Linked DNA regions of Bombyx mori: region 1 is linked to region 2. The links are chromatin contacts, called in public Hi-C maps. All regions are on one chromosome and are shown on one strand. The core of a region is the stretch at or near the end of the contact, and the rest is flanking DNA. Distances in the headings are between cores, read along the strand shown. Region 1 overlaps LOC101743647 (kinesin-like protein KIF13B). Region 2 overlaps LOC101743647 (kinesin-like protein KIF13B).

What was found. A called contact is a pair of places that touch in the nucleus more often than the background predicts.
Region 1: a contact with region 2 is called in a Hi-C map of midgut, with 2.0 times the contacts expected there. The contact joins two enhancer-like sites. A contact is called at or near these places in 2 of 7 Hi-C or Micro-C datasets (midgut and whole pupa).

Annotation. Positions count from the first base shown.
Region 1 is chr5:15,228,566-15,231,469 of ASM3026992v2, reverse strand. The region is part of intron 2 of LOC101743647 (kinesin-like protein KIF13B); the gene reads left to right. Among protein-coding and RNA genes, the nearest start is that of LOC101743647, 10 kb to the left of the region's middle. Within about 2 kb of position 1,354, at least 2 of the 8 cell types and tissues checked have open chromatin away from gene starts, as enhancers often do.
Region 2 is chr5:15,181,439-15,184,240 of ASM3026992v2, reverse strand. The region is part of intron 2 of LOC101743647 (kinesin-like protein KIF13B); the gene reads left to right. Among protein-coding and RNA genes, the nearest start is that of LOC101743647, 57 kb to the left of the region's middle. Within about 2 kb of position 1,425, at least 7 of the 8 cell types and tissues checked have open chromatin away from gene starts, as enhancers often do.

The DNA of each region.
Region 1 (2,904 bases), core at 105-2,604, 47 kb before region 2:
GGTGGGTGGCGCATTTGCGTTGTAGATGTCCATGGGCTACAGTAACCACTTGGCACCAGGTGGGCTGTGAGCTCGTCCATCCACCTGAGCAATAAAAAAAAAAGAAAAAAACAAAGGTATTTTAAAATCAATACTAAAAATAGGCATAATATGACAAAGACAAATGATATAGATAAATGTCAATGTAAACTAACACGTGTCATATTTCAGTGATGCACTCATTTCTACCAGTTTTCGTACATATATTTTTTTTATCTTACGTAGGTCGTCTCGTTCCTGATTTCCCGAGGACCCCGACAATCTCTTTGTGTACGACCTCATTCCGCTTTGAATGCTCGCCTTTAATAGAGAGATGGCTTGTCGCTGACGGATCAACATCTGCAGATGTTCCTCGCTTGCTTAGAATTTTATGATGATGTGTGAGAATGTTAATTTACTCGCTATACTAGTCGAAGGTACAGTTTCTTTGTTTTTTCGGTAATCTGCCAAGTATTTGTTGCAAGGAACCTCTTATTCTGTTCATTCCTTATGATTGTTTTTTTTTTTATTCTTAGATGGGTTAACGAGCTCACAGCTCACCTGGTGCTAAGTTATTACTGGAGCCCATAGACATCTATAACGTAAATGTGCCACCCACCTGGAAATATAAGTTCTAAGGTTTCAAGTATAGTTACAACGGCTGCCCCACCCTTCATACCGAAACGCATTGCTGCTTCACGCCAGAAATAGGCAGGGTGGTGTTAACTACCCGTGTGGACTCACAAGAGATCTTACCACCAGTCATTACGCAAATTATAATTTTGCCGGTTTGATTTTTATTAGACGATGTTATTCCATTACCGTGGAAGTCAATCTCGTGAACATTTGTTGAGTACATATTTCATTAGAAAAATTGGTATCCGCCTGGGATACGAACCCCGGTGCGTCGCTCAATACGAATGCACGGAACGTCTTATCCTTTAAACCACGACGACTTTTGTGCACAAGTAGCGGTTTTTCTTTTCATGGATTGACCACCTGGAGTCGATAACCGTGGTGTGCTAATGTAATCTCCAGGGCGCGATTACTATAATGATAAAAGGACGATGGGACTTGTCCGGGGATATATATCTATATCCTTCCACGACTATTGGGATACTTGAGGTCGATATTTCTAGCGATGTCCATTAAAGGAGTCATAGAGGGACAAGGCCAACTTGGCGTCCAAAGTGATGGGAGTCCTCAACAGAGCGAAGCGGTACTTCACGCCTGGACAAAAACTTTTGCTTTATAAAGTGCATGTCTGACCACGGGTGGAGTACTGCTCTGGGCCGGGACCTCCAAATACCAGCTAGGTACTTCTATTTGACTCCATACAGAAGAGGGCCGTTCGGATGGCCGATAATCCCATTCTTGCGATCGTTTGGAACCTCTGGGTCTGTAGAGGAACTTCGGCTCTCGCTTTACAAAATTCCTTTGTACCGTATGTTCCATGGGGATTGCTTTGCGGTGATCCTGTCATCTCGTTTTTACCATCGCACCCCCCGCCACGAGAGTAAAGTTTATCCATTATACCTAAAACCACTGCGTTCATCCACAGTGTGTTTCCAAAGATCTTTTTTGCCACGTACCATTCGACTTTCGAATTGAGCTCCTCTCTACCGTGTTTCCCGAGCGCTATGACATGTCCTTCTTCAAACGAGGCTTGTGGAGAGTACTTAAAGGTAGCGACCACGAGCTAGGGTAACCATTAGGCCGTATCCTCGTCGGCTTACAAGGATAAAAAAGTAAAAAATTCAAAAAATAATGCCCTTTAATTTCGGTTAGTTTCTGTTAACGGACGTTGTCGTTTCTATTTGAGCTCTAACCCTTGCGGCTTTTAACACGTATCTGGTAGGTAGGTCAAATCGCCACTCCCTGAGGTTCATAAGCCATGACGGCGGTTATCGATTTTCCAAACAACTTTTCTAATAATGACGTAATGAAATTTTGTTTGCGAATTATTTTCGAATAATATTCTTATTGCTGCATTCCGTTATAAAAGTTATTTTATTATTAATCGAACACTTGAAATACAGGAAGTATATAGCGGAAGCTTATATACAGTGGACGTTTTGCGACATAATATGATGACGATGTACATAAGATTCTTAACAATTAATAAAGAATATCACAACAGCTGTGTATGTTCATAGTAACATGTGTAACAGTTCTGTTACGACTATTATCTTTCACATAAATTATAATATTTTATAAAGTATGTAGTTTTAAAATAAATAAACTGGTTCCAAATATATATATCGTCATATTTTGAACAAGTATAATTATTTTAAAACTAGTATGTTTCTTGATTCATCATTTAAAACGACAGCTTCCTCAATCGCGTCGGTTATTAAGAAGTAATGTCGATAATACTATGATTTCTTGTGTAAGGGCGAGATTGTTTTTACCTCAAGACTTATGGAACAATTATTTATTACTCATTGCTTATGTATTGTTTTGTTCATTTTAATCGATCTGATTACTTTAATTATTGCGGCGTGGAATAATTACGATTTCGATTACAGATGAAAAAACTGCTTTTATAATAAATCTCATATACTAGCATAGCTATGTATCTCATACATTTCTAATGGTCTGTTAAAAATTAGGGCTCGTCAGTATACTTCGCGTTTCGTTATTAACATGACTAAGAAAACCAACTGTTTTGGACCTCGAACCTCCGACCGCGGTAAAGAGTTAATTAAAGTGCAAAATGGAAACCTATAGTTACACACTTCTATATAGTATATGTAGTTATATACTTCTGACTGGTGGTAGGACCTCTTGTGAGTCCGCGCGGGTGGGTACCACAACCCTGCCTATTTCTGCCGTGAAGCAGTAATGCGTTTCGGTTTGAAGGGTGGAGCAGCCGTTGTAACTATA
Region 2 (2,802 bases), core at 176-2,675:
CTTCTCCATTTTCCTGAGCAAACGAGAATCATAACTGGTTTTATAGGAAAGTAAAGCGAATTTTGTGGAAGGTTTTTTATTTATTGCCCTTGTAGGCAGACAAGTATACGGCCCACCTGATAGTGAGTGGTTACTGTCGCTCATGGAATTCAGCAATGCCAGGGGCACAGCCAAGCCGCTGCCTACCGTTAAGTACTCTCTACAAGCCTCGTTTGAAGAAGGATATGTCATAGCGCTCGTATAACACCGTGGAGGGGAGCTCATTCCAAAGTTGGATGGTACGTGGCAAAAAGATCTCTGGAAACGCACTGGAAAATCACTGTGGATGAACGCAGTGGCTCCAGGTAGTATGGATGAACTCTACTCCGGTGGGCGGGCGGTTTGATGGTAAAAACGACATGGTAGTCAAGCAATTCCTCAGAGCACTCCCCATGGAACATACGGTACAAAATACAGAGGGAACCGAAGTTCCTTTGCAGACCCAGAGGCTCCAAACGATCCGTGAGAATGGGATGATCGACAATCCGAACGGCCCTCTTTTGTATGGAGTCAAATTGAAGAAGCTGGTATTGGGGAGCCCCGGTCCAGAGATGGGAACAGTACTCCACGCGAGGCTGGACTTGCGCTTTAAAAAGCAAAAGTCTGTCCAGGCGTGAAGTACCGTTTCGCTCTGTTGAGGACTCCCAGCATTTTGGACGCCAACTTGAATTTGCCTTCCAAATGACTCCGAAATTTGATTATATTCATTCAGGTGTATTCATAACAATCGCTATATAATATGTATACAGCGATTTTTCAAGAGAAGACATTTTTCAAGAGAAAATTAGCAATGTATAACAAAAAAAAACATTTGAATTATATTTCGCATAGGTAGCAAGCCAATCAGCCGGTAGAAATATTTTGTATTTTAGCCAACACGCCTCACGGCAACTTGTTCCTCGTCTACAAAACAAGTTATCGAATGATGTCATCTTGTTGAATATGGTTATCAGTCACCGTATTGATATCGATTGCCTTTTTCGTGTTTTCGGAGCAACGCCGACTTATGTAGGTGTCTCATAAAATTTGTATTATTCTATTTTAATGTATTATCTTTGTTACAGTTTAGACGTACATAACATTGTTTTTAACTACCTGTATTTTAAATGTTCTTATTGAGTTTTTTATGGTCAACTAGCTGACACGGTAGACTTCGTAGTGCCTCAATCGATAAATAAAAGAACTAAACTTTTGTATAAAATAAACTTAAAACTTGTTTTAGCGAGACTAACGAACAGCAATTCATTTTTACATATATAGATAATAAAGAAGGTAATGAAAATATTAAAATTATTCACAAACAATCGTCAAATCGGCAGCGTTACCATTTGAGTATTATTGTAGCGCTCCGAGTCGCTGCGGCGCCGGACCTTGACGTCATCCGCTCACCCGTCTACCACAGTTCCTAATAAAAGGGTGAACCCGACCCGCGTGTCGTGTTCACCTCGAACAAGCTCGGAAGCTTTCAATATTCGACGCCTACCGTTGCGTTGGTTCGATATTGGAGTTCGTCGGGTTGTTATTACTTTTTTTATAACATATTGCTTGTGACCGGTGAGGTGATGACTTGGTCCGTTTGTCCGTGGGTATGACGTACAGCAAACCTCTGATGACGAGCGAGAGGAAGCCGAGCTTCGAGTGTGCTTGGTTTTGCGATTGCTCGTCAACATTATTAGGTTTTTTTCTAAAGAAAAAAAACTACATTGTTTAATACTAGCAGCAAAGTAATTTTATATGTTCAATGTGCACAGGTTTAATATTATGTAGTTTTATTATGTAACTGTCCTTATTTCTTTACCGTTATATGCAGATGAGCATACGACGAATCCGATTGCGTGTGGTTACTGTCGCGTATGTACATCACCTATGTTAGGGGCATAAACAAGCCGCATTGAATTCAGGTTTTTTTTTTCAATGTATTATCGATACCTAGACTTTATTCTTAAAAGAGATTATTTGTTAAAGGAAGTCTATTCCAAAAATGGCCGTACCAATGTCTCTAATACCTAGGCTGCATTTGTAACAAATATCAGTTAGAAAAGAGTTATCATCGTCGATATCCAAACTTCTTAAACCTTCAAACTTCTTACTCCTATGGTAATGCCTAAAATAGTTTTTAGCGCTGTTGTAAATAATATTACACATTTTTTTAATAAATAAACTTATTATTTTCATAATAAACCCTTCCTGTGCTTCCTGTGATCTTTACACAGGGTGATGCGCGCACACTTGTGATGTTCTCTTCTTGTGCTTGAGTCGATGCTGATATTTCGGACAGATTTCAGACAATTCTTTGGTCCAAAACTACATCTCTAGTTTTGCTCACCAAATTCGTTGCGCAATAGGTCCATCGTTTCTTGTGCTGTATGATATTTGGCGACGTCTTGTTGATACCAAAACGTTGGAAATTATTGAACGATAGGGATCACCATCGACAATAACGTTGTTCTCATCATCATCTTTGATGAAGTAGGGGTCAATGAATCCTTCATATCATAAACCGCTTTAAACAGCGCTTTTTTCGGGATGATTCCCGATGATGGGATGATTTTCCGGGATGAAGATGATTCAGGAAAATTCAATGATTTGTAAGCGTTGTTCATTTGTAAATCTTTTCATAATGAAATGGCAATACTCATACAAACCAAACAGAAAATCACCCGTTATTACTTTAAAAAGAGAAGAGGACGAGAGATAACTTCCTTTTTATTTTCAATATTAAATTAATAAAATTACAAGTTACCTTAAAGTAAATCAGTCTAA